Regions from separate parts of the Macaca mulatta genome. Here region 1 is linked to region 2. A link is a contact called in public Hi-C data. All regions are on one chromosome and are shown on one strand. Each heading gives the region's core, a stretch centred on a gene start, on an enhancer-like site or on the middle of the called end of the contact. The rest is flanking DNA. Distances are from core to core; before and after follow the strand shown.

Evidence for each region. Hi-C and Micro-C count contacts between places; a contact is called where the count stands out from the background.
Region 1: a contact with region 2 is called in a Hi-C map of fetal cortex germinal zone, with 4 times the contacts expected there. The contact joins the enhancer-like site here to the promoter of BORCS5 in region 2. A contact is called at or near these places in 3 of 14 Hi-C or Micro-C datasets (CD4 T cells, cortical neurons and fetal cortex germinal zone).

Annotation. Positions count from the first base shown.
Region 1 is chr11:15,145,636-15,152,197 of T2T-MMU8v2.0, reverse strand. No RefSeq gene overlaps it. Among named protein-coding and RNA genes, the nearest start is that of CDKN1B, 9.1 kb to the right of the region's middle. Within about 2 kb of position 3,832, at least 38 of the 40 cell types and tissues checked have an H3K27ac peak or open chromatin away from gene starts, as enhancers often do. A contact at or near this core is called in CD4 T cells and fetal cortex germinal zone, where this site is marked.
Region 2 is chr11:14,777,252-14,783,523 of T2T-MMU8v2.0, reverse strand. It overlaps BORCS5 (BLOC-1 related complex subunit 5), which reads right to left and starts at 2,425. Exons shown (of 4, transcript NM_001261647.1): 1 at 2,137-2,425. The coding sequence starts at 2,194. It also overlaps a transcript of MANSC1 not described here.

The DNA of each region.
Region 1 (6,562 bases), core at 2,583-5,082, 370 kb before region 2:
CGTAGCCTGAGCTACAGCCCCCAACTCCTGGGCTAGAGCAATCCCCTTGCCTCAGCCTCCAGAATAGCTTAACTATTTATTTTTATTTAAAATTTTATTTTTATTTTTATTAGAAACGGGTCTCGCTATGTTGTCCGAGCTGGTCTTAAAATCCTGGCCTCAAGAGATCCTCCCAGCTGAGCACAGTGGCTCACACCTGTAATCTCAACACTTTTGGAGACCAAGGCAGGAGGATCACTTGAGGTTCACGACCAGCCTGGGCAACATAGGGAGATCCTGTCTCTACCAAAAAGAAAAAAAAAAAATTACATCTTCTGAATTCTATGTTTATTGTTGTACTTAGAAAGACCTTCCCCAACTCTAAGATTTTATTTTTTAAAATCCTTTGAGGTTTCTCCTTGCATGTCTATGGTTTCATTTCTTTCTACTTCATCCTCTTTAATTCTTCAGGAATTTATCCTGATGTGTGAGATAAGAATCCCACTTTGTTTATTTTTAATGCCGACAGATTTATATTTAAAACTAGGCAAATTCATTTTAAATCCGCATGGGAAAAATGGCAAGCAAAAGAAAACAGGAAAAAAAAAAAAAAAGAGTAAAAGGGACCCATCGAGATGTGGAGGACTCATCCCACAAGCAATTAAAACATATTCCAAATTTACAGTAATTATAATATGGTCCTGAGTGGACAGACTGCTAGAACAAAGGAACAAACCACGATGATCAGAACCTGTTATCAGAATTTAGTGTAAAGAGGTGCAGATGAATTAGGGGGGACTGCCATCTTTGTCATGTTGGGTGTTTCCATCCAAGAATATAGTATACATTTGCATTTGTGCAGGCCTCTGCTAGAGACCCAGTCTTAGAATGAGCACACCTGTCCATCTCCCCACCAGCTTCCTGTCTCCTGAAGAGTAGCAGTGAGGCTCTGCCTGTGCAGGTTTTTTGCGGGGTCTAAATTGTTTTTTCCAGAGTCATAACTAACATATTGGACTTTCCAATCTTTCTCTTTCTTTCTTTTCTGTCTCTCTCTTTTTTTTTTTTTTTTTTTGAGACGGTCTCACTGTTGCCCAGGCCCGCATGCAGTGGCGTGATCTCTGCTCACTGCAACCTCAGCCTTCCAGGCTCAAGCAATCCTCCCACTTCAGCCTCCCGAGTAGCTGGGACTACAGGCAGCACCACCACACCCGGTTAAGTTTTTTTTTGTTTTTTGTAGAAACGGGGTTTCACCATGTTTCCCAGGCTGGTCTGGAACTCCTGAGTTCAAGCGATCTGCCCGCCTCAGCCTCCCAAAGTGTGCGGATTACAGGCGTAAGCCAATGTGTCCGGCCTCCAGTATTCCTATTGCCATAAAGTGAAAAGCTGTGGTGACCAAGTCTGAGTTCATCAGACATATCTATACTATATTCCCATAGTCTGGGCTCGAACCCTACATTAAGTGTTAAAGATTAAACAGGCTGGGCTCAGTGGCTCACACCTGTAATCCCACCACTTTGGGAGGTAAGGTATGAGGATTGCTTGAAGTCAGGCATTCAATACCAGCCTGGTCAACATAGCAAGACCTCACCTCTACAAAAGTAAAAAAACTGCTAGAGGTGGTAGCACACATCTGTAGTCCCAGCTACATGGGAGGCTGAAGTAGAGGATTTCCTGAGCCCAGGAGCTTGAGGCTGCAGTGAGCCATGCTCATGCCCACTGCACTCCAGCCTGGGTGACAGAGTGAGACCCATCTTTAAAAGAAAAATAAATAAATTAATTAATTAATTAATTAAAGATTAAACAGTAGGTGTTAGATGTTGGCAGAATTCTATTGAAAGGTTTCAGAGATGCTAGGTGTGGTGGCTCATGCCTGTCATCTCAGCACTTTGGGAGGCCAAGGCAGGAGAATCATTTGAGGCCAGGAGTTCGAGACCAGCCTGGGCAACATAGCAAGACTCTTTCTACAAAGTTAAAAAAAAAAAAAAAAAGGTTTCAGAGCACACATGTAATTGCAGTGATTCTGGAGGCCGAGGTGGGAGGAATGCATGAGCCCAGGATTTGGAGGTTGCAGTGAGACATGACCACACCACTGCACTCCAGCCTGGATGACAGGGAGACTCCATCTTTTAAAAAAAATAATAAGAAGAATAAATAAATAAATAATAAAGCTTTCAGAGGCTGAGTTAGGGTCTCACTTTAATTTGAGAAGTTAGGATGGCAGCTGGAAGTGACCACCTACTCCTCAGTATTAATAGTCACCACTCTTAAAAATAGTCACCCCACCACAGATGGGGCCTCAAGTTACCACAGGTGTTAGTCTTGAAGAGTAATGTCCAATAGAAATATAATTTGAGCCACATCTGTCAATTGTCTAGTAACTCCACTAAAAAAGCAAAATGGAACAGATGAAATTCATTTTAATATTTTATTTAGTCCAATATAACAAAATATTATTTCAATAGGTAATCAATATTAAAATTATTAATGAAATATTTAACATTTTCTTTTCATACTAATTCTTGGAAACATGGTGTTTATGTCATATAGCACATCTCAATTTGGACTAGCTACATTCAAGTGCTCAAATACCCAAGCAGCTCTACAAGATGCTAATGAGCAAGGAAAGTAGCTTAATTTAGTGGAAATCCAGAAATGCCAAGGTTGGAAATACAGTTTCTCAGGGGTCTGGAACAGACTTTGAAATCACTAGTCCAAATACTATTTGATATTTGCATCTTGTCCACAACGTTCCTATCACGGAGCCATCCAAGACTAGTCCTTGACTCACACTCCAGGGATGGTGAGCTCACTGTTTCCTGAGGCTAGAGTGTCTTCAACTCAAAAAAGTTCTCATTCCATTAAGGCACGTATGTTTTCTTACAGTGTCCACCCTGGTTAGGTGGGTTCTTGGAGGTCAGGAGTGACTAGCAGACCTTTATGATGTGGGATTAGAGATTAAGTGAACACACCCTTGCTAAAGGCATTATCAGGTTGGTTTATGGTCTTTCATGGACCTTAATTAAGAGGTTTGTTAGGCTAAGAAGGATTGGGGGAGTTAAGAACTAAAAAATGACACCACTGAGTTAGGAACTGTTAGAAGGCTAGTGCTGGATATCTGGTTAACATCGTCCGGTACACTACAGCAAGACTAAAAGAGAAAAAGAAAAAGGTGTGTATCTATGCAAATTTCGCTAATATGGAGATAGAATTTCACTAATATGGACATAGTGATTGGGAGAATCATTTGACTTATTATAAACTTTAAAAATGTTCACAGAGTAAAACATAATTGGGTTCTAATTCATAAAGAAAGTCATTTCCATTAGACTCGTATTACAAAAAAAAAAAAAAAAAAAAGTCATCCTAAATCTTAACGTACACATGCTTTATCAAAAGAATTTCCGGACCCAGAAATCAAAGGCACTTCAAAAGTCTCATTTCCTGTCTTGAGTTTGTTTTAACATATTCCTCCCGCAAAAACGCTCTGGAAATCAAAGAAAACTTTTTAAAAATTTAATTCAATAAAAATGACACCGACTGGCTGAATTATGATGGGTTCTGAGTGGCGGTTGAAATAACACATTTTTCCTCTATTTCCTCTCTCTCATTTTTTTTTTTTTTTTTGGTTGCGAAGAGGTGTTCTTTTCCGGGCCACCTTCACCCTCCCGCACTCCCCAGTTCTACCTTTCCAAGGCTGGGGAAGGTGCATCCTCGCCAGGCTCCTGCCCGTGCCTTCCGAGCACCCCTGGCCCGCAGGCGGTGACACTGCGCGCGGAACATCCGTGAACGAGTTCGGTTACATCTCTGTCCCTGCGAAGCTGCAGATCGCTGACCGCCCCGCGCACCCCCGCCTGCCTGCACACTGTCAACCGCACTTAGGGGAAAATTTTGGAACAGAAGCTCCGCCCATCCTCCTCCCTCTGCCTCCACGAACCGATTCAAAATCCCCACCTCGGGCCGCCGAAGCAGGTTTCGTCACACGATCTGGGGAACTGTATTTTTTACAAGAAAACAAGCATCCAAAAAAAAAAAAAAAAAAAAATTCAAACTGCACGCGCCGGCCAATGGGGAAGAAGTGGGAGGTGGGCGGAGGCCGCGCGCGGCGCGCGAGGCGGGGAGGGGGCCCCGGGCGGGCGCGGGGAATGGGACCCGGGGGGGGATTCGGCAAACGCGGCGGGCGACCAGTTCGGGGCTTTTTTTTTTTTTTTTTTTTTTTTTCCTCCTCCCAAACCAACTAGAGCGCGAGACTGAGCCTGAAGCTGCAGCCTCTTGGATCCACCTTAAATCTTCAGCGGACTCGGCGTCGGGGTCAGTGGGCGCAGCCAATGCCAATCAAGTTTACAACCAGCAGCACGGGAGGGAAAAAAAAATCATCTGCAAGTTCTCCCTACACACAAATACGCGCGCGCACACAGGCACACACGTACGCACACACACACAGAAAGAAGGAGGGGGTGGGGGCAGGCGCTCGGGAGAGGGCGAGAATGTTTGCGAAATGCGCGTCCGAGGCTCCCGAGCCGCGGCTGGAGCGCGGGGAAGGCGCGCGGGGAGCGCAGCCCGGCGCCAGCGCCATGATGGTCGCCGTGGTTCGGAGCCCGTTTTCTGGAGGGGGAGCCGCAATGATGCAATACCCCGGCCGCGCGCCCTGCTCCCAGCCTTTTCTCAACGTTCCTTTAGAGGCGCGTCGAGGTTTCGCGCCCAACGCCTTGATTTCTTTTTGTACTGCTTGCTCCGATGTCTGCCGCTCTGTGTGTCCCCACGCGTGACAGGCCGGGCGCGCGGGCGGCCGCAGAGGGGCTGGGGCATACGTGTCAACTCTGCACTTTCGGTTCTGCGGGGTCGGCCTGCGGCGGACCCCACCCCACCCCACCCCAGCCCCCAGGCCAGCCCCGATCCCGGAGGTGGCTGCTGAGGTTTTCCAACGGGACTGTGGGCCCCTTCCCCACCCCCAGCTGGGCCCGCAGGATTTTTTACCTCCCTTTTGGCGGAGAGGGGGTGGGTGGACGTAGGGTGTGGCCCAGGTGAAAGACACAGCAAGTTTTAAAAAGAAATTCATACTCTGAACAGACAGAAGATCCTAGAGGAGATTTAGAATTACTTTTTCGGTGCAAAGAGCTTGAGAGAAGAGCAAGTGTGGGCGCTGTGATGATAATGAAATGGCGAAGGCAGAGTCCCCCGGCCTCCGGGAAAGTCGCTCCCTGAGGCCGGAGCACCCCGGCCTGAGAGGCCTCTCGCCCCGCTCCCCGCTTGTGAAGCCCACGCTCCCGGAGTCCCCCAAACACGCCCCCAAACCCACATTTCCCAGTTCTTCCCTGTCCCAGGCCCCCGCGCCAGGCGGCCGGGGATGCGATGGGGGGACGTTGCCGAGCTGGGGTGAGGGCGGAGGCGACCCACGCGGGCGGCCGTGGCGTTGGGCCCGGGCCGCGCGCCTCTGTGACCCTCCCCGGGCGCCGGCGAGCCGGGCGGGCTTTCGAAATGCGCGGGGCTGCGGATCATTGGAGCCCAGTGTAGGGGTGGGAGCGGGCTGCAGCGCCGGAGGGTCCGCGAACTCGGGAAGGCTCTCTCCTTAGCTCCAATATCCCCACAGCCGCGGAGGCAGCCAGTAATTCAGGTGGAGAGTCTGTCTGCGGAGAGGAGTGGGGGCTTTCGCCGCTTTCTCAGCGCAGAGGAGAGGATGAGGGAGGAAAGTTTCTGAGAAACCGCCCAGCCCGGCTGCGCGGCGGAGGCGCGGCCGCCCGGGCGCGGGAACTGCGCGCGACGACGGGGACAGTGCGGGGGCTGCACGTTACAGATGGGGGAGCAAGACTTGATGGCCTTTTCGTCCCAAGGCACCAGCCAGCCTGACCCCGCAACTGCCGTGGCGGGCGGGCGCGGAACTGCGGGGCAGTTTGGGGAGACGACGGCGCAGTGGCTTGGTAGCGGGGCCAGGGGTGGCGGGCACCGGCGGCCGCATCCCCGCAAAGGGACGTTCGCGGAGAAGGACGAGCTGAACTGCGGGTCACTTTTGGAGGCTTGCTTGACACAGGCGGGTAAAGGACGAAGGACACGGTGACTCGGGGCTGCGTTCCTGTGGACGTGCCTGGCGCGGCGAGCATCCACTTCTCCCTGGCCCGCACAACTAAAACGCAATCGCTCAAAATTATCTTTAAAGAGACCTCTTTAGGAAAGGAGACTGGGGTGCCTGCAGCAATCCAGGCGATATTTTTTCCTCTGTTAGAGACACTTTCTGAATTATCTTCTTTTACTCAGAGGAACTTTAATTTCATTATTTTCTGACCCTCCACTCCTTCCTCCCTATTTCGAATTGTTTTTCTTGCTCCCTCAGTCTGTTTTCGAAAAACACTCTTGGATGGAGTTTCAAACAAAATGACAAAACACCTCTAGTCTTTCATTAAAATAATACCTACTTGAAAGACGTAGCCCAGCCACTAAAGGACCTATTTTTCCCTTCCAGGGAGCCGAAGAGTCCAACCTGCTCAAAAAAAAAAAAAAAAAAAAAAAAATCTTCGGGTCAAAAACTGTTCAAACTATTCTTTGAGAGCTCCTTTTGGGGTACGATAATGGAAATGTAGATATTTGAGCG
Region 2 (6,272 bases), core at 1,176-3,675:
CTGGACTCCAGCAATCCTCCCACCTGGGCGTCCTGAGTAGCTAGGACTTCAGCCCCCTCATTCTTAAAATTATAGCATTAGTCCAGGGCAAAAATAGCCAGTAAGTCCATTCTAGGCTGAGGCAAAAATCAGAAATTTGGAGGACAAAGGAGGAGATCAATTCAGGTTCCTTGGGAGAAAGTAATCCATTTGGAGGGAAGTGATTCATATTATAAAGGACTCCCTGGACCAAGAAATCATCCTCTCCCCCAAATATCTTCCAGACTGGGGCATGAATGAATCTTTAAAAGTGTTTTATGCTCTAGAAGGTAATATTCGCAGGCTCATTATAGTCATATCTCAAAGGTTAATCCAGGGATGCCATAGAACTGCTCTGTCTCCTAGAAGCTCGTCCCCAGAAGCTTGGCATTCCCTTTTTTAGAAAAATCTCTGCTGCTTTTATTTCTTTTCAAGAAATATTTCTTTACCTGTTTTGGTAATTTACCTAGCATTTTACAAAAGCCATGCCAGAAATCTTTCCTGCAATAAATTGTGATTCCTCCTTCCCCAGATGCCAGAGCAAAGGGGAGTTCGAAACATTCCAGCTAGCCTCTACTACCTTATCTGTAAAATGGGATTACTGCAAAAATTCTATGTAAATGTATGTAAAGTACTTGGCACAGGGGAATAGGCAAATTCTTTTTTTTTTTTTTTTTTTTTTTTGAGACGGAGTCTCGCTCTGTGGCCCAGGCTGGAGTGCAGTGGCTGGATCTCAGCTCACTGCAAGCTCCGCCTCCCGGGTTTACGCCATTCTCCCGCCTCAGCCTCCTGAGTAGCTGGGACTACAGGCGCCTGCCACCTCACCCGGCTAGTTTTTTGTATTTTTTAGTAGAGACGGGGTTTCACCGTGTTAGCCAGGATGGTCTCGATCTCCTGACCTCCTGATCCGCCCGTCTCGGCCTCCCAAAGTGCTGGGATTACAGGCTGGAGCCACCGCGCCCGGGGGAATAGGCAAATTCTAACACCGGAAATGCGCAAATGCTGCTGGTTCATGGGCAAGCAAGCATATTAAAAAGATGCCACACCGCTTCCCCCCAAAATATGTTTCTGCCCTGCCATAGAGGCAAGAATGTCAGATGTCACAATGATTATATTTCTTACAACAAATATGACACTCTGGGCCTTCCAAGGAAATAGAAAAACGTAGCAAAGCTAATAGACGCTGCCCACCATTCAAAGCTGCCCCAATCCAGTCCCCCAGAATGTAGGTCTGAACTAGTCTTGAAGGTCACACTTCAAAGTGAAACACCCTTAGATCTATTAGCTTGCCTATTTATGAATTACAAATCCTATCAAGAACAGAGAACTTCTAAAATCGGGGACTCTTTTTAGGACCCGGATTAACCAATTTGCATTAGGAACCCCGGAGCTTAGCCAAAGCACTCCCAGCTGTCCTGGCCTGCGTGGGTAACAAAAAAAGCAGCAAATGGTCCTCAATTAAACATCAGCTGTTTTATGTATTGAACACTCACTGTATCGCAAACACAATAATCCTCCCATTCTTGTCTCAAACGCTTAGAGGAATCTAAAATTCATGGACAGGGAACAACAATGGAAAACACCAGAGCCTGCTGTCTGGTCAACCTCTGTAAGATTAGAAAAGGACCAAGACACCTTCTGAGAAGAAAAAGCTGTTTCGGAGACCTCTGCACTCAAGAGTTCAAATAAGTGGACACCTATCACATATCCCTTCAGAAAAGGAACCTCTAACACCCGTTTTTAAGAAACAGCCTGTTCTTAGAGGTCCTATAATCTATCCACCGTGTGAGCCAAATCTCACTACATCAGCCATGAGCACTGAGCCAAAAATTAATTAGGTCGTCTTTTAAACAGTAGGCTGTAGCTGGGAGAAACGGCTGTTTTGAAAATAAATAATGGGCACCGGCGCCCACGCTGGCTTAGCTTGCAGTCACAGGCACTTCCATCAGGGGAATCGAGGCCAGGACAGATGGTGACTTTTTTTTTTCCCCCTAGTAACATGGTGAGGGATTTTTCTGTGCGTTCCCGTCCGCAGTCCCAGACCCCACTAGTCTGGGAGGCAGCCCGCTCTGCAAGCAGACAGGGCGGGCTGGAGGGGGGGTGGGTTAGGACACCGACCTGAGGAGTTCAGATCGTTGGGTCGGCTCTCGGCCTCGGAGCTCTGCTCACTGCCCATGATGCCGGCAGCGGTGGCAGCAGAAGAACGGCGGGCCGGGCGGTCACCGCTCCGGCGGCGGGCGACAGGGCAGGGGCCAGGGACCGGGACGGGGAGGCAAGGCAGAGTCTGGGCGGCGCAGCGAGGCTAATGTGTGGGGCTGACGCGTCCAGCCCACGCAGGGGCCTGGGCGGCGGGGGGAGAGGCCCTATTTGGGGAACAGAAACGCAAGGAGGCGCGGCGCGAATGCACCCGGCTCGCCCTCCTTCTTTCCGGGAGCCCTAAGAGAACCTGCAGATGACACTGGCTTTGCCGCACCTGCGGCCGGCGGGCGGCGCCGCTTTCACTCACTGGTTCACGCGCCGCAAGCTCGCTCCTTCCGGGATGCAGATGGGCGGTGCCGGCTACGCCCGACCGTCAGTTCCGGGTTAGGAGGCCCCGCCCCCGGCCCGAGGGAGGGGCGGAGAGACACCCTCCTGCGACTTAGGGCGACGCCACCTTAAAGGGCCTGACCTCCTTGAAGCCAGAACTGCCGAAAAGGGTAAGCCCTTTCCTGTTGTGTCGCCTTGCAAACACCACCCACGCTATTAAGCGCTTCAATACCCACATGTGAGAACAACTTTACAAACAAGATATTTTTAACCCCGTTTTACAGATGGAGAAAAAGACGCTAGATAGACCCAGGATTCGAACCCACAACAGCGTGGATGCAAAGTTCATTTTTAATTCTGAAGAGCTGGGAGTTTAGCAGTGGACGATCAAACAAAAAAATACCAGAAGGCGGTGAAGGCAGCAGCTGGAAATGAGAGAAAAATTAAGAAATAGAAAGTGCTGATTCACGTATTAGGGAGTGCACATCTTTAAAGAGAAGTGAAGAACCTTTTTGGCTAGGCGCTTTCTGGGGACCTTGACAGTTATCAACACGTCACTCTGAAACTAACAAAAGGTGAGGAGGGAGTAATCCAGAAAGGAAACTGCCACTTTTACCAGGGCAAGGAAGTAGACCTAGCAATGCAATGCCATCAAGGAGTTAGCTGGCTCTGGAGTTCTCCGAACTTTGCAACTCATTTTATATTACGTTGTTTGCGTCAAGAAATTTCAAGTAGGCCAGACGCGGTGGCTCACGCCTGTAATCCCAGCATTTTGGGAGGCCGAGGCGGGCGGATCACGAGGTCAGGAGATAGAGACCATCCTGGCTAACACGGCGAAACCCCGTCTCTACTAAAAATACCAAAAAATTTAGACGGACGTGATGGCGGGCGCCTGTAGTCCCAGCTACTCGGGAGGCTGAGGCAGGAGAATGGCATGAACTTGGAAGGCGGAGCTTGCAGTGAGCCGAGATCGCGCCACTGCACTACAGCCTGGGCTACAGAGCGAGATTCCGTCTCTTTAAAAAAAAAAAAGATTTTTTTCAAGTAAATGCCTTGAGATTTTATATGCATAAAATACAGTCTCAGAAGAAGTGTCAAGTAGACTAAATGATTTTTAAGTCCCTTCCACTCTACTGTATCACAATAATTTCCCCTATTTTACCTTATTTAAGTTTCACAACAACCCTGCAGCCGGTAAGTAGGTGACTCCTCCATGGTCAGCAGGTGGTAAGTGGTGGAACTATTTAGGACTGTCTGATGCTCTTTCCTCACCATTGCAATACAATGAGAAAAATGCAAATGAATCTAAGTACGCTGGTCTCTGGGAATATGAAAATAGAACGAAAAACTGCCTGAGAGATCAGGGCAGGCTTCTAGAAGGTTGTGTCTGACTCGTCTTGAGGTTTACATAAACCACACCAGGCTGATGGGACTGGGAAGGGCCCACTAAGCAGTGAGACCATTGCCTTTTGGAGAGTCCTTGCTTCGCCTCCCAGATTTCCTCTTTGAGGGTTAGGTGAGAGAAGAGGTAAAAGGGGTGAGGAATGGAGAATAACTCATTCTGGCTCTTGTTTCCCCCTTTCCACATAAAAGTATATTTGCCTTGTGTTCCATACACCAGTCCATACTGATGTAATGGTGTTTTTTATGCTTTCTTTTGGATAAACATTTCATTCTTAAAAAGATCTTCTATCCCATCAACTGATGAATGGATAAAGCATGGTATATCCGTGTAATGGAATATTTATTCAGCCAAAATAAGGGAAGGATGAAATACTGATACATGCTACAACACAGAGTAACCTTGACAACATTATTCAATATGAAAAAGGCCTGTCACAAAATACCACATATTGTAGATTCCGTTTATATGAAATGTCCAGGAGAAGCACTACAGAGAGAGAAATATATTAGTGTTGCCTAAGGCCAAGGAGGGGTAGGTGGAAGGGAAATGTAGACTGACTATTACTGGGTATGGAGTTTCTTTCTGGGGTTGATGAAAATGTTCTAAAATTGTAATGATGAGTGCACAACTCCGAATATATTAAAAACCACCGTAGAGTACACTTTACCAGGGTAAATTGTATGGTATGCAAATTCTATATCCATAAAGCTATATTCAGAAAAAGAACATATGAAGATAAAATTCCTTTCTTCACTGGCTTAACATTTCTTGGGAACCTGAAATGTTCTAGGCACTTGCTACACGCTAAGAATAAAAAATTCAACAAGGCCCAGCCCCTGTACTTACAGTCTGGTGGCAAGAAAATTAAATGAGCATTTATATAACATAAGGAGTCTGCTGGAAGAGCTTTATAGCTAGGAAACATTTGAGATTGATGTCTTTTAGCACCTTTTAAATCCCTTCTACGTGAGCAGCAGACTATGTTGTTGTACATGTAATAACTAGCAATTGAACAACCTTTTTGAGTTTACAGGTCTACAGGTCTATATGTTAGACCTACATAAAAAGGTCTATATTATGATCTGTGTAGAACGTAGATAACACTTTCCTAATTTTACAGAAAAGTTAAGTGATTTATTCTTGATCACACAACTAGTAAGTTATAAAACCGGGACTCATGTTTTCAAAACTCATCATGTGTCTGTCCACTCCAGACTGACTCCTCTTCCCATGTCTTTATATGACCTGGTACTCCTAACCAACCAGGCTCCCAAGCCAGAAGCCTGCTTACTCTCAGCACCACATCCAACCAATTGTTGCATCCTGGAGAGCCTCTCTGTTAATTTCTCCTCTATGTCCATGCCCATTTCAGGGCCTTATCACTTCCATTTCTTGGAAGAGAGGCCTCTGGCCTCACATCCTTCAATCCATCCCTCCTGTGGCAGGTAGAGAGAATTTTCTAGAATATTAATTAGGTCTCTGGACTTGTCACTGCCCTGCAAAAAACCTTCAGAACTCCCCATGCCTTTAGGATAAAGTTTAAGATTTAACATGAAAACCTTCCTGCTCTGACCCCAGCCTCTCTCTCTGTTCTGTGTACACTGGTAACCTTCCTAACAGGCTGAATTTCCTGTGGTCATGCACTTTCCTCTTCCTGAAATATTCAGCCTTTTCCTCCTCATCTGCTAATAACTTCATTCTTCAATAATTAACTAACACCGCCTCCCAGAAATTGGGATCAGATGTCCCTTCTCTGAGCCTTTTTACTTGCCATCTTCTATTATAACATTTATTCTTTTCTTGGGGAGGGCAGGGACAGGGTCTCACTCTGGTGCCCAGGCTGGAGAGCAGTGGTGCTATCATGGCTCACTACAGCCTCTACCTCCTAGGCTCTTAGGTGATCCTCCTGCCTCAGCCTCCCAAGTAGCTGAAACTACAGGCGTGTACCACCATACCAGGCCAATTTTTATTTTTTGTAGAGATGGAGTCTTGCCATGTTGGCTCAGGCTGGCCTCAAACTCCTGGGCTTAAGTGATCCTCCTGCCTTGGCTTCCCAAAGTGCTGGGATTACAGATGTGAGCCACTACACCTGGCCTTCATCACACTTATTGTTTACACAGCCGTTGATTTGCTTGACTCTTTCACCTTCTGAGCTATGAACATCTTGAAGGTAGATCCCATTGACATTATTGGTCTTTAATTTCCCCTGCAGGTGTGTAATACATGTTTTCTGATTACTTTTTTAAAAAATCTAAGCTCCACATAGATGAGACTTCTAACCCTCAGAGAAGAGTATCAAGAATCTCTTCAGGAAGTGAAGTGA